Linked DNA regions of Mus musculus: regions 1 and 3 are each linked to region 2. The links are chromatin contacts, called in public Hi-C maps. All regions are on one chromosome and are shown on one strand. Each heading gives the region's core, a stretch centred on a gene start, on an enhancer-like site or on the middle of the called end of the contact. The rest is flanking DNA. Distances are from core to core; before and after follow the strand shown.

The links. Hi-C and Micro-C count contacts between places; a contact is called where the count stands out from the background.
Region 1: a contact with region 2 is called in a Hi-C map of the N1E-115 cell line, with 5 times the contacts expected there. The contact joins two enhancer-like sites. A contact is called at or near these places in 2 of 484 Hi-C or Micro-C datasets (the HPC-7 cell line and the N1E-115 cell line) and 1 of 115 datasets of contacts at active chromatin or transcription factors (embryonic stem cells).
Region 3: a Hi-C map of the N1E-115 cell line shows a contact between it and region 2, with 3 times the contacts expected there. The contact joins two enhancer-like sites. A contact is called at or near these places in 1 of 484 Hi-C or Micro-C datasets (the N1E-115 cell line) and 1 of 9 other capture datasets (embryonic stem cells).

What each region holds. Positions count from the first base shown.
Region 1 is chr2:169,749,709-169,752,769 of GRCm38.p6, reverse strand. The region is part of intron 1 of Tshz2 (teashirt zinc finger family member 2); the gene reads right to left. Among named protein-coding and RNA genes, the nearest start is that of Gm34344, 84 kb to the right of the region's middle. Within about 2 kb of position 1,484, at least 44 of the 459 cell types and tissues checked have an H3K27ac peak or open chromatin away from gene starts, as enhancers often do. A contact at or near this core is called in the N1E-115 cell line, where this site is marked.
Region 2 is chr2:169,163,053-169,166,254 of GRCm38.p6, reverse strand. No RefSeq gene overlaps it. Among named protein-coding and RNA genes, the nearest start is that of 9430093N23Rik, 70 kb to the left of the region's middle. Within about 2 kb of position 1,619, at least 1 of the 459 cell types and tissues checked has an H3K27ac peak or open chromatin away from gene starts, as enhancers often do. A contact at or near this core is called in the N1E-115 cell line, where this site is marked.
Region 3 is chr2:169,685,963-169,689,136 of GRCm38.p6, reverse strand. All of the region lies in intron 1 of Tshz2 (teashirt zinc finger family member 2), which reads right to left. Among named protein-coding and RNA genes, the nearest start is that of Gm34344, 20 kb to the right of the region's middle. Within about 2 kb of position 1,871, at least 15 of the 459 cell types and tissues checked have an H3K27ac peak or open chromatin away from gene starts, as enhancers often do. A contact at or near this core is called in the N1E-115 cell line, where this site is marked.

The sequences.
Region 1 (3,061 bases), core at 235-2,734, 590 kb before region 2:
ATGTAGTTGTTAGTGCAGAAAGAGGCCCGGATAAGGATATTCTAACAACAATAAGGGCAACTTGCAAATGAAGTTCTTAAAGACATCATTTTAATTAATTTATCTGGAGACCGGGTCTCACAACGAAGTCCTGGTTAGGAGTCTGGGACTCATGATGTAAACCAGGCTGATCTCAAACTCACAGAGATCCCCCTGCCTCTGCATTAGGAATGTTGAACTGAAATGTGTGCAGCATCAAGGTTAGTCTTTAAATGGGTTATTTTAAAGTCCATACATTTGGTTTTTACTTATTTTTCAAGTGAGAGGAAACACTGATCTCCGCCTGGCCCAGTCACAGCTCTGACTTCTGAAGGAGGTCCTAGGAGGAAGAGGTCCGAAACTCCGCATTGCCAAAACAAGTTGGTGATGAATTTTCCAGCTCCATTCTAATTTCAGATTGTAAAGTGTGTTCCCAGAAGGGAAACCGCGGAAGTAATCACAATACGATTCAATTAAAGATGATTTTAAAAGGAGAAGAGGGGAGTCCGCTGGAATCTGCCGGAGAAACCGCAGGGACTTGGGGCTGAGCTTGCATGGTGTCTCCAAAACTCTTGGGGAGTGTTTCAGTCATTACTCATTAGGTTGATTGGATGTCTTCATTGTAACCTTTGAAGCTCAAGAATGAAGAGAGCAGGCAGTTGTGCTACGTAGGCCTATCACCCAGCGAGCTGGTGTGAGGAGGACGCAGGAGGGTTTTAAGGTCAGGGTCAGTTGGGCTGCATAACGAGACCGTAGCTCAAAACATCAGGAAAACCCCCTGCCTCCAAAATATGGAAATAAAAGTGAAGGCAAATCCTATTTAAAAACTCAGAACTATTTCCCAGCTTTTACCAAGAAAAATGACAAGATATTAAAGGTCTCTATGATTATCGGCTCTCCTCAAGAATTGCAAGGTAATAAGACAGAACTTGATGTAGTGATAAGAAACCCCTCCTCATCTTCCACTCTTAATAACCAAATATTATTAAATCAATAATTTTGGCAATGATCTGAACAGGTTATTAAACATCATGAATTATTAAGCTGAAGGTTGATCAGAGCCACGAAAATAATTCGAGTTAACGGGAATCTCTGGATTTCTAATAAAATATCCAGTCATTGACGAAAACATCTCTGTTAGGATTCGTCTGGAACAAGAAAGGCAGATCCCACAGATGTCGTTAAGGAAGAGAACACATTCCTTTCTGGATTACAGGAAATTAAAAACCCAGATCACTAGGATCAAAATAGCAGGAGATTAAACAGCCCAAGTGGAAAGGTGCCGACGCCTATGGAGAGGTAGCTCCCCCCGCCCGCCCAATCCAGGTGGTTCCCCCACCCCAGTGAATGTTCCACTGATTGTCAGAGACCTGAAAAAGACTTGGGAAATGGCCATGGATTCCTCAATGCTGGGTGTGCCTCTGGCGAGGGGAAATGGGCATAAAGCAATTAGTCCATGGCCCATAGCCAGCTGCACTCTGTTCCAGTCGCTTTGCCTTAAGCAAGGAGTGTGTGCAAAAGTATTTTGTCCAGACATTATCCAACAACAGGCAGTGGAATGTGATTTAATTTAGAAGGGACCAGGGGGCAGGAGAGAAGAGGCCTGGGGTGGGCCCCCGAGCAGGCAGAAAGGTCTGGTGGACTTTGACCTTTCTGTGAGATCACATTTACCATCCCAGAGAATACTGACACAAACAAGCCATCCTGGCTGTCAGAGGAACTGAAGACAAACAGATGCCCCTCACTCTCTGGTTGCATACCTTCTCCAGTTCAGGCTTCCTGCTCAGATGAGATCTTGCCAAAAAGCATTATCCCGTGCTAGAATTTCCTAATTCTAACTCGACTCTGTCATTGACGAGTTTAGTGACATGCATTTCGCCCCCCCTTTAACCATTTAATGCAACATGAGCTCTGAATGTTACCAGGGAGAGAAAACTGAGACCGGCAGGGGATTTAGACTTTGGCAAAATGACAGGTGGCTTGGGACCGTCTGGCAATGCATCAGCAAATGGGAAGGCCAAGGCCTTTAGGTCTTTCGACACGAAAGCCAAGAGATTGCAAATAGGTTAGCAGGGCAGGGACAGGGGTCAGATCTCCATGCCTGCATGCCAGGTTGAATCATCTACTTTCTGTGGGGTCTCAGCAAGGACACACATCTCCATAAGTCTCAAAGTTAGCCATCTTGTGGACTTAACAGCTTTCCCCAAAGCCAGCCACACAGTGGTCTAAGGCCAGCACCAGGCACTGAGTGCACACTTAGCCACTAGGCAATCGGTGGAGTCTTGGAGGCAGATTCCTTCCATTATTATACTCATCTATAGACAAGTAGGGACAGGAATAGAAAACAAAACAAGACAAAAAACCTGCAATAAGTGAAGAATATCAGGAAGAAATTCAACCATCAAATTCTGATGATTATGTTTTCGATGTGAGAGACTGTGGGATGTTTCTTGAAGGAGGTGATCAAGCCTAACTTGGAACCTGGGAGTGTATCTAATACAAGAGAGCTGCAGAGGACTCCCACAGCCATGGGGGGGGGGAGAAACAGCTGGGTTTAGTGATTTCGGGGCTCAAGTGGGAGTTGAGATCTTCACAGAAACCCCATGAGAAAATCTCACTTTAGTGGGAGGCAACTCCCTAGCCCCTACCTTGCCCCACCTCACAGGACCTGACTGCATCTTCAGGTGCTCCTGTGTCCCTGTTGATATTTTGTCAACAGAGAAGGTGAGCCCCCTTCCATTTTTCTTTCACTGAAACTAGATTTATTTGTAAGATCACAAGGTGGCATTTGGAAGTGGTCCCAACACACAGGCAAAGCCTTCCTGGCAATCAGATCGTGCTGAAACCGAAAGGTAAGAAAATATATTAAGAGAGAGAACTGTAACCATTCAAGGACACAGCAAACCACAACCTTGGCCCCAGAACTGCATTCTTCCGCCCACTAACAACCCCTGTTCTTGAGCTATAGGATAAACCCCATAAATCAAGGGGCGCTTGGGATAGATAAGGGAGAAGAAGCCAACAATAAATCCCCTTAAACTTG
Region 2 (3,202 bases), core at 370-2,869:
GCATTGACGTTTATCCCAATGCAGAACTCACCACCATATTATTTGCACACCAGAAGCACTCCTTGCTTTACAAAGAGATCCTTCTAAATATTGAACTCCCGGGCGTGTTGAGCGTTTATAGATAAATCATTTGCCACATAACTGAGCAGCCTGCAGGCGTAGACACCTCAAGATGAAGTGTTATTAGGCAAGACCAATTGAAGATCAATCAGAAATTACAATAAGCATGGTGGTAATTACAACAAAAACTAATGGGAAGAATGATTCTCACAAAAGTTTACCAGACACCCAGGCTCACACACACACCTATAAAATGATACAATGGGGGGAAATCCATAAGAAGCTGCTTGCTTTGCTTTTTTCATTGATGCGGTTACGACATGAGAACATAATATTCAGTATTTCTTTGTCTAATCTTGGCTCCTGCTTGCTGTTTGAGTACTGTTGGCTTCTTAAAGATTACTTTTGCTCATGTATGTGTGTGTGGTGGTATATGGTCAAGAATGCGGGTGCCTACAGAAGCCCGAAGGAAGTGTCAGATCCCCTGGAGCTGGTGTTACAGGCAGTGGAGACACCCAGTGTTGATGCGGAGAATCGAACCCTAGTCCTCCGCAAGAGTAGCAAGCTCTCCTAACCGTAGAGCCATCCCAACAGCCCCCATTTGCGTATTTTCGCTTTTCAAATGGCACAAAAACAGCATGTCCCCTCAGCACGCCACGCTATTGGGCAAAGCATTTAAACTTTTGTGCCTGTGGAATTATTTTTTTAAGCCTTTTAGAAAAAGCTACTCATTAAAATGTAAGGCAGAGAAGCATCCAAGTTTTTTAACTTGAATGTTGAATTTGAAAAAAAAAATTACACAAAGCTTTTGGATTGAACATCGTGCTTTTAGCCTCTGACAACATGGCAAGCTTGCAGCGTTTCCTGGAAGGTTCTCCAAGGCTCCGAAACACCTGAAGGTTCCTCGCATGCTGAATGAGTTGGCAGGGAGGATGCTGGGGAAGGGAAAACACCAGAAGGGGGAAAGAAAGAGAGAGGGTATCTGCTAGATTAACCTACCAAAGATCAGATCCATTAGCGGGGACTTTATCGAGTCTAAAGCAGAGAATGCTTCGCCAGGATAATTAGCAATACTGGCTTTTAAAAGGGAAAGTCGGGAACTAAAGAGCAGGCTGCTGTTGAAATTAAAGATGGTATCTGAGCCATTTACAGCAATTTACGTCATAGCCACCGATACCATAAACACAGAGGTCAGGCGTCCATTCCTGGCTGTCTACGATGGGTCAGCTGTGAAAAGCCATGGAAAGCAGACTGCGCTGGGCGCAGATTGATGGGCGCCACGGTGACTGTGCTTTCAGAAATGTGGGTACATTTTCCATAGTCACTTGTGGCAGGGCAGCTGTGGCTCTAAAATGACAGCTTTCAGATTCCAGAAGAAGCCATGAATTCTACTCTTCATGTAGATATCCAAATACCCTGGCTTCTAAGCCCTGGCATATAGAATAAACTGGCAAGTCTCAATATATGTGCGCATGTGTGTGCAAGTACACGTGCTCCCACAGTGAACATCGTGATCCTGTGTGCATGCACGTGTGTACACACATGTGCAGACCAAAAGACCACGTCACATGTTCTTCCTTGTGAGGTGTCTTTCTTCTTTTTGTAACAGGATTTCTCACTGGCTCAGAGCAAGTGGACCAGATGCTGGCTGGCAAGCAAGCCCTCGGGATGGTCCTGCCTCTGCCTTCCCAGTGTGGGCATTGTGAAGATAGGCCTGACTTTGTTATGTGGGTCCAGGGGCTTGAACTCTGGTCCTCAAGCTTGTTGGACAAGCATGACACAAAATAAGTCATCATTCCAGCCCTGGAGTTAATTTTTAAACTACGAAAATTTTTAACTACTGTGTCACGCAAACAAAGCATAGCTGTAGGCAAGAATGACCCATATCTTACCTGATCCCACTTCTTGAATACCGCGAAGGGGGAGATGCCCTGGCATTCTCTGCGGGGCATAGAATTTAATAGCCTTGGCCTTGGGAGAGTCGTGAGGTTAAAGAACAGCCCTCAGGGCAAGAGAAAGGTTAGGAACCGTTCAGCTATACCCTCCATGCTCCCGAGGGCCAGACACTAATGTCTCCCTTCTCCCCTCCTCAGCCTCCACCTGACACCAGAGGGAAGCAGCTTGCAGTGTGCTGGCTTTCCATGTGGGGACTTGGGTTCGTAAACTCGAAGAGAATTCTTTTTTAATCTCCAGAGTTATCTTTGGCAAAAGAAATAAAGGTATCCCCTCTAGCTAGCTCTTGTCCCAGTTTCAAGTAGACAGATTCTTTTTTTTTTTCCCCACCAAAGAACAACCTAGTAAAGGAGGGCTAAGGGAAGGTGCTTGTCCTGCCTCAACCATGTTAAGTAAAACAAGAATCAGAGAATCAAAACGTGCCTCTGATAAACCCCAATCTTCCAGCCTCCCTTCCGGCTCCTTGACCTGGCAGATGTCGGGAGAAATCTGCCCGTCTGATAATTTTATCTGACTAGCATGAGGATTTTGTCTTGTTTTTAATTGACCCTTTGAAAGCATTGCACATACACACACACACACACACACACACACACACACACATGTTGGCTAAAACACCCCAGCATTCCCACCTGTCCCAGGGCCAGCAGAGCTCACGCGTGTGTTCCTCCTCTGTTCCGCCTCAGAAGGCATCTGTGTTGCTGCCGTGGCTGTCTTTGTGTCTCTGTGTTTCTCTATCCTACTTTTACTCCACTTTATGCAAAAGGAAACCAATCTCCAGATAAAATCCCCAGCAGTGGAAATGTGTCTAACTACAAAACTAGACCTACTCTGTGCAGCAGTGGAAATGTATCTAGATAGATAGATAGATAGATAGATAGACCATAGATACACAGATACAGACATAGATACAAGATACAAAGATATATAAATACACAGAAACATAAATACATAGAAAGATTGATACATACATACATAGAAAGATATATATAGATAGATAGATAGATACAAAGAAAGATACATATATAGACAGACAGATAGATGAATAGATAGATAGATAGATAGATAGATAGATAGATAGATAGATAGATGAATAGATAGATAGATAGATAGATAGATAGATAGATAGATAGATAGATAGATAGATAGGTGATAGACACATAAAATGCTAATAGATACATAGATATGC
Region 3 (3,174 bases), core at 622-3,121, 520 kb before region 2:
CCAGACTCAACCCTGGCCCTTCAGTCTGTACAACTCCAGCTCACCCATTCCAATGGACCAGTGCGGAGGGCGCAGGCACAATCACGCGACTTGCTCACCCTGTAGGAGGTGATGACCCTAAATCTCTTCGCCTTACACCTTCACTCAACGCACAGGGAGACTTATGTCACATTCTGTCACTTCAATACTCATTGAGTAAAAACTTCCGGAAACTCTGGTTTATGGTTCTGTGAGCTGCCTGCCTGTAGCTTGCTCTACCTGTAAGTAACTCTCAACTATTAAAAAAGACATTATCCTCAATATCAAAATTTGGGTTTACTATCTGATGGCGTCATAGTTTTTTGAGTTTTTTTTTTTCCTAATGATTTTGGAGAAAATCATACCAGCTGTCAATCACCCTTTTAAAAAAATAGCATTTTTACACTATGTGTTTGAATTAATTCTGTGCCCGCCCGTTCTGACAGCAGAAAGTTACCGGTGTCCAGTTGTCTACAGCAGGCCAGAGAATTTTAGTGTTTGGAAATCTGAGTCTGAGGCTGGGTTTGCAATCTTTTGCATGGACTGCTGTCCTGTTCTGTCCTGAGCTGTCAAGATGGAGAAAGGCTCTGGGAAGCATGGATCAGTTGGTCTGTTTCATATACAGACCTCAAAGCTGGCACTGAGAGAAGCCTGGGTGGAATGGCTCAAGCCAGAGATCAGTATTCCCCAGACCTGTGAGGCTGCTGCTGGCAAAACACGGAAGTCTGTTGATAGTCAAGTTTGTCTTCAAAGCACAAAGATTACAGAGCCACAACTCAGGGATAGGACTGTTCACTGTCACCAACACAGCGTCGTTGTATGGCCAGTCACTCACTCAGTGGCAGAATCTTGCTCTAGACCCCAGGCTGCCCAGGAACTTACTATATAGTCCAGTCTGACCTGAAACTCACGGAATCCTTCTGCCTTATCTTCCCAAGTACTGAAACTCACTCTCTCTCTCTCTCTCTCTCTCTCTCTCTCTCTCTCTCTCTCTCTCCCTCTCTCTCTCTCACTTTCTCTCTCTCTCTCTCTGTGTGTGAGAGAGAGACAGAGACAGAGAGAGAGAGACAGAGAGAGAGAGACAGAGAGAGAAAGGGAGAGAGAGGCACATGTGGAAGTTAGATGACATATATAACTTTCTTTCAGGAGTGGACACTTTCCTTTCATCTCTGTGTGGGCTCTGAGGCTCGAACTCAGGTTGTCAGACTTGACAGCAAACACCAGACCCTCTGAGCAACCTTGCTGGCATACTCTACTTCTTTATGACTGGCAGTTGGGTAGGTTTCTTTTTCTTAACAGAGCCATCCCCAGGTACACAGGAGGAATCCCCTATAGGGTTACAGTGGTGACACGATCACGGGCTGCAGGAAGAGTCCAGGTTTTCTGTAACCTTTACAAGGCCACCATCACGCACATGAGCTACCCTCGAGAAAAATGTCTCGCTGAGGTATGTGGCTGTATTTGGTTCCAGTGCGACTTGGTGAAGCATGGACCATTGTTATCTATGTTTCACAGGATGGGGAGAGTTCTAGAATGATAACTGATTGGTCCCACGTTGCGAAATGAAGAGACGTGGTAAGGGTGAGCTTTGTGCCTGGCTGTGTTTCTTGTTCCTGCTACCCTGCTTTCAAGTGCTGTGCTGGGAGCCTCCTGGAAGGCAGGGAGCTGGGAAAAGCTACTAAGGAGGAGGGGAAAGGGGCTCCCAGGAATTCTCTATGCCTCCTTGTCTGTTCTCAAAAACCCAGTTCAAACTCAATCCAGCAACGAGAAATAATCTCTCCCCAGGGTCTGACACCCCCTAAATGCTTGGAGGATGAACTCTGTGCTTGCTTCACCACAAAATTATTCACAGGCTCACAGGACACTTGCTGGCCTCTGGAATCCTATGTCACAACTGACAGGGGCCTGGCAGATGTCTCTAATGATATTACCAAATGGTTCTCCCCACTCTTGGCATCAGGCAAGAGCATTTTTTTTTTAACCAGACAGTCCCTCAGATGTGATGCTATTACCCAACTTTCAAAGCTCCTTTTTGACCTCTGGTGGGGAGTGAATTGGGCACATACGCTCCAAAGGGCTGCGGGGACCATGGGAGAACATCAAGTTGATTCATCAAATTAGCTCAAACATAATTGTCCTGCATGACTGGCCATTGAACTCATCTGTGATAAACCTGTCAAAAAGCTATCGGCTCTAATGTTAAATAGAGACGCGCAGTAACGCGTTCACAGTCTGACGGCTGTTGGACTTCAGCCCGCGGGGATAATTCCCTTCTGTGGTAAGCAGCATGGGATGCAGCAGGAGAAAAGGAACGCCCAGAACCAGCAAGGGTTAAGTCTTGTGTGTATCAGGCACATGACTAGATTCTTCTCTCCAAGAGAAGAGGCTATGGATTTTTTTCTCTTGCTTCTTTTCCTTTTTTCTTTTACTAACCTTGGCTTTCATAACCTATTTGACTTTCTGCAGTGGAGACTCACCAAGAATGAAGATTGTGTGTGCTGTTTGTGTCTTACTTCTTTGGACTAAGGTGTCCGTCCCCTACCCGAATTCCCTCAGCGTGGTGCAGAACCCACCAGCTGAACACTGGAACCGTTTTGCAGAGACAAAAGGAAATCAGACGATGTGATTCCTTCTTTCTACCAAGGATGACGAACCGTGCTTCCTACGACGGAGCTGAGGGTCAGTTCTCACAGGGGCAGTGAGTGTCTTCCCTGCGCCTACTCTCAGTATGGCTGCCCTGGCACCTCACAGCGACAAGAGGTGCTGCAAGCCTTTTCTCCAAGCAGCTCAAGCCCAGGGAATGCACTGCCTCCCACATCTGAGATCCTTCAGCCATTACACATGTCTTCTTTTCATGACTCCTTGTCTGATTCCTAATTTTTTATGCCATTTGGGGGTAATTTCTCTCTCTTTCTCTCTCTCTCTCTCTCTCTCTCTCTCTCTCTCTCTTTTGTTATTGACAAAGACAGAGGAGGCTCCTACAATTTGTGAGTGACTGACAAGGCCTCATGTTGTTAACTCAAATGTTTTGATTTATATCAGAGGGGACCTGCAAGCCCCCAGACATGACAGGCTGCGATGGCGCCTTCAAAGCCAGTGAATATTAAACCCCAGAAAGCAAGCCCTTTATGCGATACTCAATAAATTATCACTTGT